2 separate regions of the Sus scrofa genome follow, and region 1 is linked to region 2. A link is a contact called in public Hi-C data. All regions are on one chromosome and are shown on one strand. The core of a region is the stretch at or near the end of the contact, and the rest is flanking DNA. Distances in the headings are between cores, read along the strand shown.

Region 1 (6,774 bases), core at 2,886-5,385, 37 kb before region 2:
GTGCGGATAGGTTTTCACTTTGTTGTTGTTGTGTAGGGCTGTACCTGCACCATATGGAAGTTCCATGCTAGGGGTTGAATCTGAGCTGCAGCTGCTGGCCTACGCCACAGCCACACCAATGCCAGATGCAAGCCGCGTCTGCAAACTACACCACAGCCCATGGCAACGCTGGATTCCCCAACCCACTGAGCAAGGCCAGGGATCGAACCCTCAACCTCATGGTTCCTCATGGTTCAGATTTGTTAACCACTGAACCTCGACAGAAACTCCCAGATAGGTTTTTAAATCACCACACTCACAGTGAAGAGTTTGGATCATATTTTTACAATGCGAAGACATTGGTGGGTTTTTAACAAGGGAAGGATCAAGAATAGCAAACTACTCTTGAACAAGAAGGAGGAAGAAAAGAAAGAGGAGGAAGGCTTTTTAAATTAAATTATAGTTGATTTACAATATTGTGTTAGTTTTAGGTGTGTAGCAAAGTGATTAAATATATATATTTCAGATTATTTTCAATTAGAGGTTATTACAAGATACTGAATATACTTCCCTGTGCTATATAGTAAGTCCTTGTTGTTTACCTATTTTATTTATAGTATTTTTTATCTGTGAATCCCATACTCTTTATTTATCCCTGCTATCTCCTTTCTTGTTTGGTAATCATAAGTTTGTTTTCTACATCTCTGAGTCTGTTTCTTTCTTTCTTTCCTTTTCTTTTTTTGCTTTTTAGGGCTGCACTTGCGGCATATGGAGGTTCCCAGGCTAGGGGTCAAATCAGAGCTACAGCTGCCAGCCTACGCCAGAGCCACAGCAATTGTGGCCAGATCCAAGCCGCATCTGCAACCTACACCACAGCTCACGGCAACGCCAGATCCTTAACCCACTGAGCAAGGCCAGGGATCGAACCCAAAACCCCATGGCTCCTAGTCAGATTCCTTTCCACTGAGCCACGACAGTAACTCTGTGAGTCTGTTTCTGCTTGTATATAGATTCATTTGAATTTTTAGATTCCACAAATAAGTGATATCATATAGTACTTGTCTTTTTCTGTCTGACTTCACTAAGTATAATATTCTCTAGGTCCATCCATATTTTGGCGAATGGCAATATTTCATTCTTTTTCATGGTTAAGTAATATTCCATTGTATATCTACACACATATATATGTATATATACTACATCTTTAACCAATCATCTGTTAATGGGCATTTGGGTTGTTTCCACGTTTTGGCTATTGTAAATAGTGCTGCTGTGAACACTGAAGTGCATGTACCTTTTCCAATTAGAGATTTCATTTTTTTCAGATATGTACCCAGGAATGGGATTCCTGAATCATATGGTAGCTCTATTTTTAGTTTTTTAAGGAGCTCTCATACTATGTTCCATAGTGGCTGCACCAATTTACATTTGAGGAGGAAGTTTCTGTACCTAATATGACTTAATATAAAGCTGGTGTGACCCACTTAAGGCAGTGTGATAGTACCACAAGGAACACAAATAGAAAAACAGGTAAATAGACTGATGTAATAGAAGAGCCCAGAAATAGACCCATGTACATACGGACGCTTGATTGCAAGCGAGGGAAGGACAGGAAAGGACAGTCTTTTCAGTAAATGGAATTGGAATAATTGTGTATCCACATGGAAAGAAGGGAGAAAAGAAGGGAGGGGGAGGTATATACTCTGCAGAGATACTTGCACATACGCACTAGGAGACATGTACAAGAATATTTACAGCAGCATTATTCATAAAATCCTAATTTAGAAACAACCCAAAGATTCAACAATAGGAGGATAAATAAAATATGAGATATTCATAAAACAGTATTTTACAGCAACAAAAATGAATAACTGCAGCCTCATACAGATGAATCTTAATTAAAACATAATATTGAATGAAAGAAGCCAGACCCAGAATACATGTGATTTCATTTCCAAAAAATTCAAAACTTTTCGTGACATATAATAAAGTGATAAAAACTACAAGAAAGGCAAGTCAAGATAGCAGTTATCTTAAGGGAGCTAAGGGATAATGTTGGTAAGGGATTGTAGGGCAAAGCTTCTAGAGTTCTGGCTACATTCTATTTTCTGACTTGGGTGGTAGTTATACAAGATTTGCTTTATAATAATTCACATAGTAGTTGTACATGAATGTTTTATGTACTCTTATATAGGCATGTTATAGTTCACAAGAAAAATGTTTTAAAATACCAGTTTCACTTTGGCTACAGTGTAAGCAGGCAAGTATGTAAGCTGCAAGTCCAGTTGTCCAGTAAAGACATGAGGGAGGCTGGGACCAGGGTTGGGAAGTAGTCAAATTTAGGAAATAGTTTAGAGGCTGAGGTAACAGGACTTAATATGGAATGTGAAAGGAAAAAAGATAAAGCAACAAACATACTGATAGTCATAAAACACAGTGAAAGAGTCTGCAAATGAATTAACAAAGCTTTTGAGATAGAAAATATTAACATGAAGGGCTAAGTTGTATGAGTGTATTAGATAGAGGTGTTCTGTCCAACTGATTGGGGAGGCTTCATATAAAACCTGGTAAAACAAACTTGATACAGATTGTGGAGGAAATCGATGAGGGGAAGATACAGTTAAAGGGGTGTGGATAGTTTACAGGTGGAATATTTGTATTGTTCTGTACTCTCTTGGGACATTTCATATGTTATCCTTCAAGTAAGTTTTTTTGTTTTGTTTTGTTTTTTTGGCTGCCTAGTGGCATATGGAGTTCCCAGGCTAGCGATGGAATCCCAGCCGGAGTTTCCACCTAAGCCACAGCTGAGGCAACACCAGGTCCTTAACCCATTGCAGCTGGCAGGGGATCCAACCTGCATCCCTGCCACTGCAGACACCCTTTGATCCTGTTGAACCACAGCAGGAACTCCTCAAGTAAGTTTTTAATCTAATTATGACTACCATTTGGATCCACAGTAAAAGGTGTAGCACATTATTCTGAACACAGTAGCCATCCCATAAGTCCAGTTTGAACAAAGTCATCACACAACTCCTGGAATCCAGGATCATCCACTGTAGTAAGCCAACACAATGATCCCATGATCCTGGCCCACCCAGCAGTGCTTCTATACCTTGTAACACACTTAATAGTTTATACATTATTTGGCTTTGTTTTAACTTCAGGATGTTGCTGGAAATTTTATTTTTGATACAAACTTTTCTCATAGGGTAGACTGATAGGGGACATATAGAAATAATGTCTAGAAACAGAAGTTTGTGGGAAGGGAGACTTTCCAATCAACCCACTTTATCTAGGAAGGCTTCCTGGATGAGTCAGAGTTGACTTGAGAATCATCCAGAAGTAACAACAGAAGGAGGGAGGATTTTTTTTGAGATCCTCGTGGATTCGACTCCTAGCCTGGGAACTTCCATAGGCTGCAGGTGCAGCCCTAAAAAGCAAAAAAAGAAAAAAGAAATGAGAACTGAAAACCAGAGGTGTAGAGAAAGTAACAAAGGGAAGATTATATATCAACTAGAGTTCAAATAAAGTAGATAACAGCAAATGCTCAACATATTTACATGAACCAAGTACCATTCTATACCTGTATTAATTCATTAATACAGGTATAGAATGGGCTATAGCTGTATTAATTCATTTATTCTCCCAACAATGCTGTGAGATCATCCTTATTTCACAGGTGAAGAAACCAAGGCACTGAGAAGTTGGCTAAGGTTGCAGAACTAGAATTTGAAGCCAGGCATTCTGACTCTAGAATTCATACTTTTAATGGAGGAGCTAGACTATATCTTTTTCTCAGAAAAAGAGGAAGAGATGGCATAAATGTTGCAATTCCTTTCTTCTTTCTTTTTCTTTTTTTTTTTTTAAGGGCTGTACCTGAGGCATATGGAAGTTCCCAGGCTAGGGATCGAATAGGACCTGCAGCTGCTGGCCTACGCCACAGCCACAGGTTTACCAACGCAGGATCCCAGCCTCATCTGGGACTACACCATGGTTCACCATAAAGCTGGTGTTGTGCAATGGCAGATGGAACGGGAATAGTTGGTTTGTAACCTGCTGGGCCACAACAGGGACCTCCTCTTTATGTTTCTGCATACTGCTAATTTAATGTCATGGTGGCATTTTAATATGACATATGACAACGTTTATCTTCTCTACTTCATCCCTATTGCTTATTCTTTTGGCTTTCCATTGACAACCATGTCATCCTCTGGTGTGATTCTGAGTTAAAAATGTAGCTGCCCTCAGCTCTATTAAAAAAAAAACACACACATATATCTGCTATTTTAAAAAAAATTGCATAGCCTATTCATATTTGAAGAAAAAGAAAAGGCAGCTGGGGCCTTTAAGTTAAAGATCAAGATAAACAATTAGATTTTTGGTTTTGAAGAATACTGAAATACCTTACAACGATGTATTGGATTTGGTGTGTTAATGTTCATTAAATTGAAGCACTTTATGGAGCAATCAGGACGGATTACCCCTAATTACCAGAGGTCACTAGAGCTGTCATAATTGACAGTCGCTTTTTAGTCTCCTTACACTCTAGCGTATAAACCCTGAGGGAATAACATGCAACTGCCAAGTTGGGAGGATGGAGAATGGTATTGCAAAGTAACTCTGCCGCAGAGCCCGGAGTTGCTTGAAGCTACTGTGCAAGCGCAATAGACATTTAACTATTCTACAAACTGTCACACCCACTCAGACTAACTGGAAAATAGATCGTAGCTGGAAAATAGATCGTAACTGGAATCAGAGTTGCTCTTCAAATAATACGCTTGGGTTTCTTGAAAAGCTACAGCGTACGAACGCTAACTCTGGTTCCCAAATATTTTTTAAAAGTCTATCTCTCCCTGGAGCTTCAGCGCCTTCCTGGATGTACCCTGCGCAGAGTTCCCCAACCTCCTCCTGGGACGTCAGCCTCAGAACCCCGAGGCTACTTCCAAGCCGGGAGAGACAGAGGGGAGGGAGAGGAGAGCGAGCGAGCGAAATGGTCAAGTCCTCCTTAACTCCGGGCCCCCTCACGGGCCTCACCCCTCCTCCCGGGGGCTGAGATTGGAGAGGAAGTGGGAAGGCTCCAATCTGTTCCTCACACCAGCGCCCTCATGCCCCCACCCTTCTCCTCGGCTCGGGGCTTCGGCTCGCCTCATCCCCGCCTCTCGCCCAGGGAGAGGAGCGGGCGGCGCGGCAGGGCTCGCGGAGAAAGACCGAGGTCCGCAGAAGGCCTCCGCGCGTCAGCAGGAGCCCACACCCGCCAGTCTGCAGGCGAGGCAGGCCCGAGGGCAGCCCCGGAGTCCGCGGCGGCCGGATGCGCGGACGCGTCACTTCCGGGCGGTGCAGCGGCGGCCGCTTGGAAGATGGCTGCGCCCTGTGGCTCGGAGCTGCCCGCCAACTCGCCGCTAAAAATCCCGAAGATGGAGGTGCTCTCCCCGGCTTCTCCTGGTGGCCTGAGCGACGGAAATCCCTCGCTGTCCGACCCTTCTACGCCTCGGGGTGCCTCCCCGCTCGGGCCAGGCGGTGCAGCGGGCTCGGGGGCAGCGGCGTCCGGGGGTCTCGGGCTGGGGCTGGGGGGCCGCAGCGCCGCCTCGTCCTCGGTCTCCTTCTCCCCTGGTGGCGGCGGTGGCGGGGCTGCGGCAGCCGCCGCCGCCGCCTGCCGGGGCATGTCGTGGACGCCAGCCGAGACGAACGCGCTCATCGCAGTGTGGGGCAACGAGCGGCTGGTGGAGGCGCGGTACCAGCAGCTGGAGGGAGCCGGCACGGTGTTCGGCAGCAAGGCCCCCGGGCCAGCCATGTACGAGCGCGTGTCCCGGGCCCTGGCCGAGCTGGGCTACGAGCGGACCCCGTCCCAGTGCCGGGAGCGCATCAAGGTAACCGGCCGCCCGGCCTGGGGCAGCGAACCAGAGGCAGAGAGAAGGCGGGGAAGCGGGCCTCGGGGGCGGGGGCCGGTCTGAGCGCAGGGCTCCCCTCCGGGGCCCGGTGGGCGATTCGCATCTCCTCCGCCTTTTTCTTCTCTCCCTGGGAAGGGGGCTTTTTTCCAGATGGCCGCCAGCCCGTAGGTTTCCTGAGTTTGAAGTTGGGCGTGCCTGCCGCCGCCCCTCTTTCTTGCCAATTGAGGATGTTCCTGCGCTCTGAAGTTGGTAGTTTCTCATTGTGCGCCGGGCGGCAGTCCCCGTACCGCCGGCGCTTCTCGCCCCCGCCGCCGGGGCCTCTCGCTTTGTTCCAGGCCAGGGGCTCCCAGGCAGAGGCTTACCAGCCGGGCGGGATGGAGAAAGGGTGAAGAGGGGGCCGCTGAGCCCCCAGTTTAGGAATTTTCGAGCGAGTGGCAGTGGTAGAACCTCACGAAAAGCGCCTTGGGACCACTGGCCTTTGTGTCACTTGTCTTCAGACTTGAGCTTGTTTCTAACTCAAAAGACGAGTAGGTCTTGAGATGCTTTGGAGAATTGGAAAGGTTTGATTGTAGCCAGATAGTGGATTGTTTTCGCGGAGTTAGTGGCACAGTTAAAAGTTTGCCTGGCTGGTAGTTGGTCTGGAGCTTGGAGTGTGATGCTTCCAGAGTTAGAATGGCTTGCCCTGCTATGTTTCTGACTACGCTCTTTCGTGAAAGCCAGTTATCCCTTGCTTTAGGTATTGTGCCGGATGTGGTGATAAATAAAGCTCTTATGGTGCATCTGGCTCTCCTTGTGCATCTGAATGTTTAAATACAGAGGCTTCATTTGGGCTGGAAACTTTACCACCAGCCGGGTTATTGTTTTGCTCTTCCTACTGACTTTTAATCCAGGAGTTCAGCTTTGTATT
Region 2 (6,757 bases), core at 3,808-6,307:
TTTCATATGAAATTGAAAAATTGTATTTTTTTCACAATGTTTCATTTTTACACATCTCTATGTCTCTATATAAGAATTATTTACAACCTTGAATAAATAAGCAATAGATAATGGCAAGTTAAATCTTGAGTCACAGTAAATAAGACTGTTTTTCAATAGCTACTATTGTATATAATTTAGAGTTTCATTTTTTTCACCAATCAAGTGTTTTGCTATTCCCAAATCAGTGTTGCCTGCAAAGACCTTTGTTTCTGTGATGTACCAACTTTATGGTTGTGTTGCCATTTAAACTTTACAAAAAAAATTAAAGTAATTCCTGGCCTCTTGGCGTATTAGTTGAGCTTTTTGTAGCAGAGTCTGGTCGCACTGGCAGTGGGACTGTGCTCTGACTTTGCTGCTAGGGAAGCACGGAAGAGACAGAGAAGGACAGCCTCACTTCCTTTCACTCTCTGTACCCCACTGACCAGTGTCATTACTTCTTGTCAGAGTACCAAAGTCATTAGCCATTTCATTTTGATTTTTTTTTTTTTTTTTTTTTTTTTTTTTTTGCTTTTTAGGGCCGCACCCACGGCATATGGAGGTCCCAAGCTAGGGGTTGAATCGGAGCTACAACTGCTGGCCTACGCCAGAACCACAGCAACATCAGATCCGAGCCTCATCTGTGACCTGTACCACAGCTCACAGCAACGCCATATCTTTAACCCACTGAGCAAGGCCGGGGATCAAACCCTCAACCTCATGGTTCCTAGTCAGATTTGTTTCTGTTGTGGCACGATGGGAACTCCTTGATTTACTTTTTTAAAAGTCCCAAAAGGATATTCCTTTTGGCCCTAAGTACATAAACTTGTAAGAGGCTTTCGTTCCCCATCTTTATACTCGGTAATCAGAGGCAGCTCCCTCAGGAGTACAGGTGGAGAACTGATATCATCATACTGCCTATGAAAAAGAGGAGAGAAGATCTAACGGAAACATCCAGCAAAACTTAAGTGATCTATAGGATAGAAGATCATAAGGTATCTGTCCGTTAGGAAGGTACTGTCACGTTTAGATACCCCTTTCAGAGATTCTGTGAGGTAACTAACATTCCACTTAGAGGTTAGTACTCTTGGCTTACTAGTAGGGTAGAAGAAGGTCACTTTGATCTCATGGCAGAGACTTGTTAGACTGGTTATTTATCTTTAATGATTTTCCCCAACATCTCTCAGGTGCACTACTTTAAATGGACTGCAAATCCAGGTAAGAGCTATAATTCTCCCCATTCTTCTATACTATTGAAGATAAAATTGCATATTGATTTTTTTAAAAAAGGTTCTTTTCTTTCCTGCAATCTGAATGGTCTTAAGTCAGTGATTTTTCTCATTCTGATACTTCATGGGTTGTTGATGCTTATTTATTTTTCTAATGGCTAGAGAATTTATAATCAATGGGCTTTTATTAATGTCATTTGAGTCTGAGTTTATGGAGTAGTCTGTTTTCTGGATACAAGCTGCTAAAAGTGGGTACTAGTTCAGGGAGAGTACAAATACCTGGGATGTTTGAGTGCAGCACCTCTTCTCCCCAGGCACGGTCTTTAGGTTTGGGCCTCCAGAAAGTCTCAGGAGTTTGCTCTTGTTTGGAACTCAGAATTGCAGTCCTAAAGGCTGAGTCTCCATTGACTGTTTTGTAGCAACAGTCTCATAATATTAGTGCTGAGTGCTACAGGAAAAGCACTATTAGTAGGACTAGTACATGGCGCCCCCTGAACTGTGCCACTGACCAACCTTAAAACCAACATTACACTTGGTTTTTTCCTCTGCTGTTTCTTTCTTTCTTTTTTTTTTTTTAATTGTTTCGCATAGCTTTATTTTATTTTATTTTTTGTCTTTCTAGGACTGCACCCACTGCATATGGAGGTTCACAGGCTAGGGGTCGAATCGGAGCTGTAGCCACTGGCCTATGCCACAGCCACAGCAACGCCAGATCTGAGCCTTGTCTACGACCTACACCACAGCTCATGGCAATGCCAGGTCCTTAACCCACTGAGCAAGGGCAGGGATCGAACCCGCAACCTCATGGTTCCTAGTTGGATTCGTTAACCACTGAGCCACAACGGGAACTCCTCTCTGTCCTATTTCTCACTGCTGTTAGTTACTTAGCAGGGCCAGAACATTTGGGGAACATTTAGTGAGGATGTTTTAGATCTACCTAACATTACCGAGACTGGGGCATTGCTAGACCGCTGTGAGCAGCATGGAGAATAGGGCAAAGACTGATCAAGCATGTGTTTTCACCCTGTGTCTTGGGATGGGTGAGGGGTAGGGGCAAGAGGACAAAGCTGAGCATTGGGGAATGGAGACTTGGAAAGAAAGCACCTTGCTGATACTGAGTATCCATTCTCTTTGGCCAGAACCATCTAGAAAAGACAGCAGTGTGTCAGATTACTATATGAGCATTCCTAAAAATTAAAAGTGGACTATTTAGGAGTTCCCGTCGTGGCGCAGTGGTTAACGAATCCGACTAGGAACCATGAGGTTGCGGGTTCGATCCCCTGCCCTTGCTCAGTGGGTTGAGGATCTGGGATTGCCGTGAGCTGTGGTGTAGGTTGCAGACGTGGCTCGGATCCCGCGTTGCTGTGGCTCTGGCGTAGGCCGGTGGCTACAGCTCCGATTGGACCCCTAGCCTGGGAACCTCCATATGCCGCGGGAGCGGCCCAAGAAATAGCAACAACAACAACAACAAAAGACAAAAAAGACAAAAAAAAAAAAAGTGGACTATTTAGACCTTAATGAAACCTTATAACTGACTCAAGGGAGATGGAGACACTATATTCAAATGTAAGAATCAGCATTAGAAAATACTGTAGAGATAAAAGATGAGGTATAATTGGGAGAAACACCAGGGACCTGCAAGTCTCCTAACAAAGGAAACTATGGACTTAGCTTTTGCACACAACCTGTTTATGCCAGCAGTTCTGAGACCACTCACAGATCATCTGTGCTAATGTTCCTGTTATACACATGGGTAGGGAACAATGTTCACCTTAACATTTTTTTGCATTGTGGCAAAAACTTGCAGAAAGTAATGGAGCTGTTCTAACTTCTACCACCTGACTGCCTCAAGGTCAGCAGGAAAAAATGATTGAAATAAAATATAGTGTAGAAAATTCTTTGATTGGGTGAGAGCATTGAAAGAGCCCCAAAGGGACCGCTCTCGTGTCAAATGGAGAGAGTCACTGCCTATAAATCTTTGGCTGTCGCTTTAGTTTTGATGTTGTAAATTATTGGGATGCAAATTGTGAAAAGTTAGCCTGATGAGAGTGAATGTTAAGGCTCTACCTAATATGTTGCTTGATAGGGATGAGCACAGCCCGCCCAATTAGATGCTTTGGTGTTCCTGGGGTACAACCAAGACCTTTGTACTGCCCTTCCTGGAAGGAATTACTTATTTGGGGTAACCTGGTCTTGATCTGGAAATGAGGAATGTTCACAAGAGGTCCTTTGCAGTGAAGACTAAAGTAAAAATAAATAAATTTGAGTGTGATAGAATAGAAAAGCCAAACCAACAGCACACTCCCCCCATATATTCAGACCACAAAATCTACTTGACAATTCCAAGTTTGTAGGTCCCCCTACGAAGGAATGAGACTGGCAGTTAGCTATTACTGTTGCTGTCACTGAGTATTAGATTCCAGGCGCTGCATGAGTAGTCTAGTGTTTGCATAGGCAAACCCACTGCATGGCAGGTATTTAAAGAGCAGCCAGCCAGGTCACACGAAGAAGAAGCAGCTGAGAGGCTCTGTGGGGTGCTGTGTAGAAAAAGACCTTGGGCAATGCAGGCTCAAGGACCATAGTCAGTATTAAAACAGCAGAACTCCGTGGCATAAAAGGAATCCAGGAGGCCCGGCTGCTTTTCTTCTCAGTTAACTGCCACCCAGAGCAGGTAGCGCCAGGGATTTGTTATTATGTTTTCTGTCCTCGGTGACCTTTGCTCCGTGGGTTGACCCATACCCGGATGTTCGAAGCATCTTTATTTTGGCTGTTGGACTGGGAAGGCAGAACAGGTGCGTGCCTTTCTGTTAGGGATCTGTGGCCGCCAGAGGGCGCAGAGGTGCCTTCGACGGACTGGCGAGGAGAGGGACGGTTAAATTAAATTTCACAGCGAACAAGATCTATCCCCGGGAATTAAAGGATCAGATCAGGCGTGAGGTGGGATGGGAGGCGGCGAAGATGGGATAAATAAATGGTACTTTGTCCAGTCTACTTTCCCGCAGCGGCTTTTCAGAGTTGAGCGGGGAACTAGGCACCTGTTTCCTCAGTTTCCTGCTCAGCTCCTGGGGTATCCTTGCGTCAGTCATTTCCCTGCTCAGGTTTGCAACAGCAAGCCCCGGGTGACCTTCGGGCTGCGTTTTAGAGCACCTCTAAGAACCTGAGAGAGGCCCCCTTCTCCGCCCACTGGTGAACACTGTCCTAGCGTCCACAGCTGATGCAGCCTCGGGTGGGCGGGGCTCAGGAAGGGATGTGGCACGTGCAGGGATGGGCATCCTTTCCCCAGCCGCTCCCGCAGTCCGTCCTGTCCTGGGCTCCGGGAAACTGGTAGTTTCGGACAGCAAAACCTAGCCCGCGATGCCAGCACGTTGGCCTCTTCCTGCCGTTCCGACCCCCATTTGCAGACCCCCAGTGGTCCCGGGAAAACGCGGCCCCCCTCCTCTCCTCTTAGGCTGAGGACGCGGAACTCCCAAGCCCCGGCTGTTTAGGGTTTGGGTCCGGGTAGCCCCTGGACGTGGGATAATGTGCAAACCTCCCTTCCTTCTTGGCTCCCCTTTCTGTCCCACGCGGGCAGAAGGGCACGGTGCAGTACGATAGTTCAGGACCCTTCTCTTCGGCCCTCGCCTCCAGCTGGCTGTCGGGGCGCCGCGACTCACCTGACATCCCTCTGCGTCCTGACCTGTTGGAGGCCGCGGGATCCGGCCGTCGAAGCGTGAGGAGCGCCCCCTGCGGCGGGTCACCGGCGCGCCGGGCCCAGGAGGACCGCGACCTCTCCGCCCCCTCGAATGCCCCGCCCCCGAGTCCCTGTTGGTCCCCACCCCGCCACCGGCACACACACGCCCAGACTCTGGCCAGAGCTGCACTTGGTGTCAGTGGCCCGGCTCCTGCGTCCGATCCTGCTGTCGTGCAGCCTCAGCACCTGTCGGTCGGTGTGTCCCGGAGCCGGTACCCCTGACTCCATCCGGGCCAGGGAAGGCCATGATTTCCCTGCCCGGGTCCCCCGCGACCAACTTACTGCAGTTTTTGTTCCTGGGGCTGACTACTCTTGGTGAGTGAAACCCTGAACCTGGAAAGGACCTGAGGTGGGAGATGGGGTGAATCCGACCCTGGGGGAGGTGGTTTTGGGCACTGATGAGGAACTGGGTGGGCTGGGATTCCTGTCTTAGACGCTTTCCCTACCCCCACTGCTATTTTCCACCACACAAGGTATCACTGAGTAGTGCTGACTCTGTCCTTGCTGTGTCGGCAAACAGCCACCACTTTGGGCACAGTGTGTGCGGTGAGGGAGAGGGTTAGGACTCAGAACCATTCCTCACCCCCACTGCCCACCTCCACCCAGCAGAGCCGGATGAGCTGAGCTGCTAGATGAGACACTGGCTAAAGAGCTTAAGGACTTAACTCCAGTCCCCCCCCCATCCGTCCCCCCCACTTCCCACCGCTCAAGCTGATGTGCAAGAGCCCCTAGGGAATTCCCTGGTCTCTGGGCTTGACACACCATTTCATGTCAATTCCCCAGCCCAGATCCTCCCTCTTGCCCCCTCCTCCTGCTTCCTGCCCTGGGAATCAAGGGAGGTGCCCCCAAAAGCATGACCGTGAGGTCATTTGGGACACAGGAAATGGAGGAGGGGTTCGAATGCCTGGAGGAGCAGAATTGTGACACCATCCCCCCCCAGAGGTCCACCACCCCTAATCAGTTCCCAGAGCCAAAGGACAAAGGAGTCCCAGAGGAAGGGCGCCTCCTTGGAGCAAGTGCTTGAGGAGTATTGAAGGTGCCCAGGAGCACCCAGAAGCTGGAGGTGGCCCAGTGCAACATCTGGGGAGAAAAGGCCCCTTGGAAACTTAGCTGTTTCACATGCTGCCTCCCAGGCTTTCTTGCCATCCTTCTTCAAGGATTCCTGAATGGGGGTGAAGGGTGGGTTTGTCTGGTGCAGCTATAACTCCCACTTTCAGGCTGGAAGCCACCAGGGCAAGTAAAGCTTGGAAAGATGTAGAGAAAAATTCAACCACAGTGATGGGGACTGAGATGGGAATCACCTAACTCATCTGAGTCCCCTTTAGCCCAGTCTGCTGCAAGGGCATTAGGGGATGAAGTACCCCAGACAAAGTGGGGTTCAAGACCAGCCACAAAAAAGCAGAGACACCTTCCTGCCCCCTAGTCTTGGTGGGCCTGCTCCAGGATCCCTTGACTTCTTAGGCCCCCTTTCCCAAGGACCCCCTCTCCCTTCAACCTCAAGGCCTCTTTTCTTTGGCATTCCACTCCCAAATTCCCTATCCCCCCTGTTGGGGATCTTGAAACAAGGGAGAAAATTTCAACTTTGTGGCCAAGGCATCATCCTTATCTATCCTGCAACCCATCTTCTTTCTATCCTAACTCTGAGCCTCAGTTTTCATACTGAACCCAGGCTTCAAGGGCCCTACTGGCTTCCCTAGGGGTTGCCGAGCTCCCACCAGCCCTTCGAGGGTTAAATGGCCCCGGGTAGGCAACTGCGGCAGGCAGGCACTGTCCAGGCTCG

The links. A called contact is a pair of places that touch in the nucleus more often than the background predicts.
Region 1: a Hi-C map of brain shows a contact between it and region 2, with 2.3 times the contacts expected there. The contact joins the promoter of MSANTD2 here to the promoter of ESAM in region 2. A contact is called at or near these places in 1 of 5 promoter capture datasets (liver), 5 of 47 Hi-C or Micro-C datasets (brain, heart right ventricle, liver and 1 more) and 2 of 2 datasets of contacts at active chromatin or transcription factors (alveolar macrophages and skeletal muscle).

Annotation. Positions count from the first base shown.
Region 1 is chr9:52,026,888-52,033,661 of Sscrofa11.1, reverse strand. It overlaps MSANTD2 (myb/SANT-like DNA-binding domain-containing protein 2), which reads left to right and starts at 4,135. Exons shown (of 5, transcript XR_002335713.1): 1 at 4,135-5,846.
Region 2 is chr9:51,990,715-51,997,471 of Sscrofa11.1, reverse strand. ESAM (endothelial cell-selective adhesion molecule) reads left to right here and starts at 5,057. Exons shown (of 7, transcript XM_005667461.3): 1 at 5,057-5,292. The coding sequence starts at 5,223. MSANTD2 (myb/SANT-like DNA-binding domain-containing protein 2) reads left to right here. Exons shown (of 5, transcript XR_002335713.1): 5 at 1-328.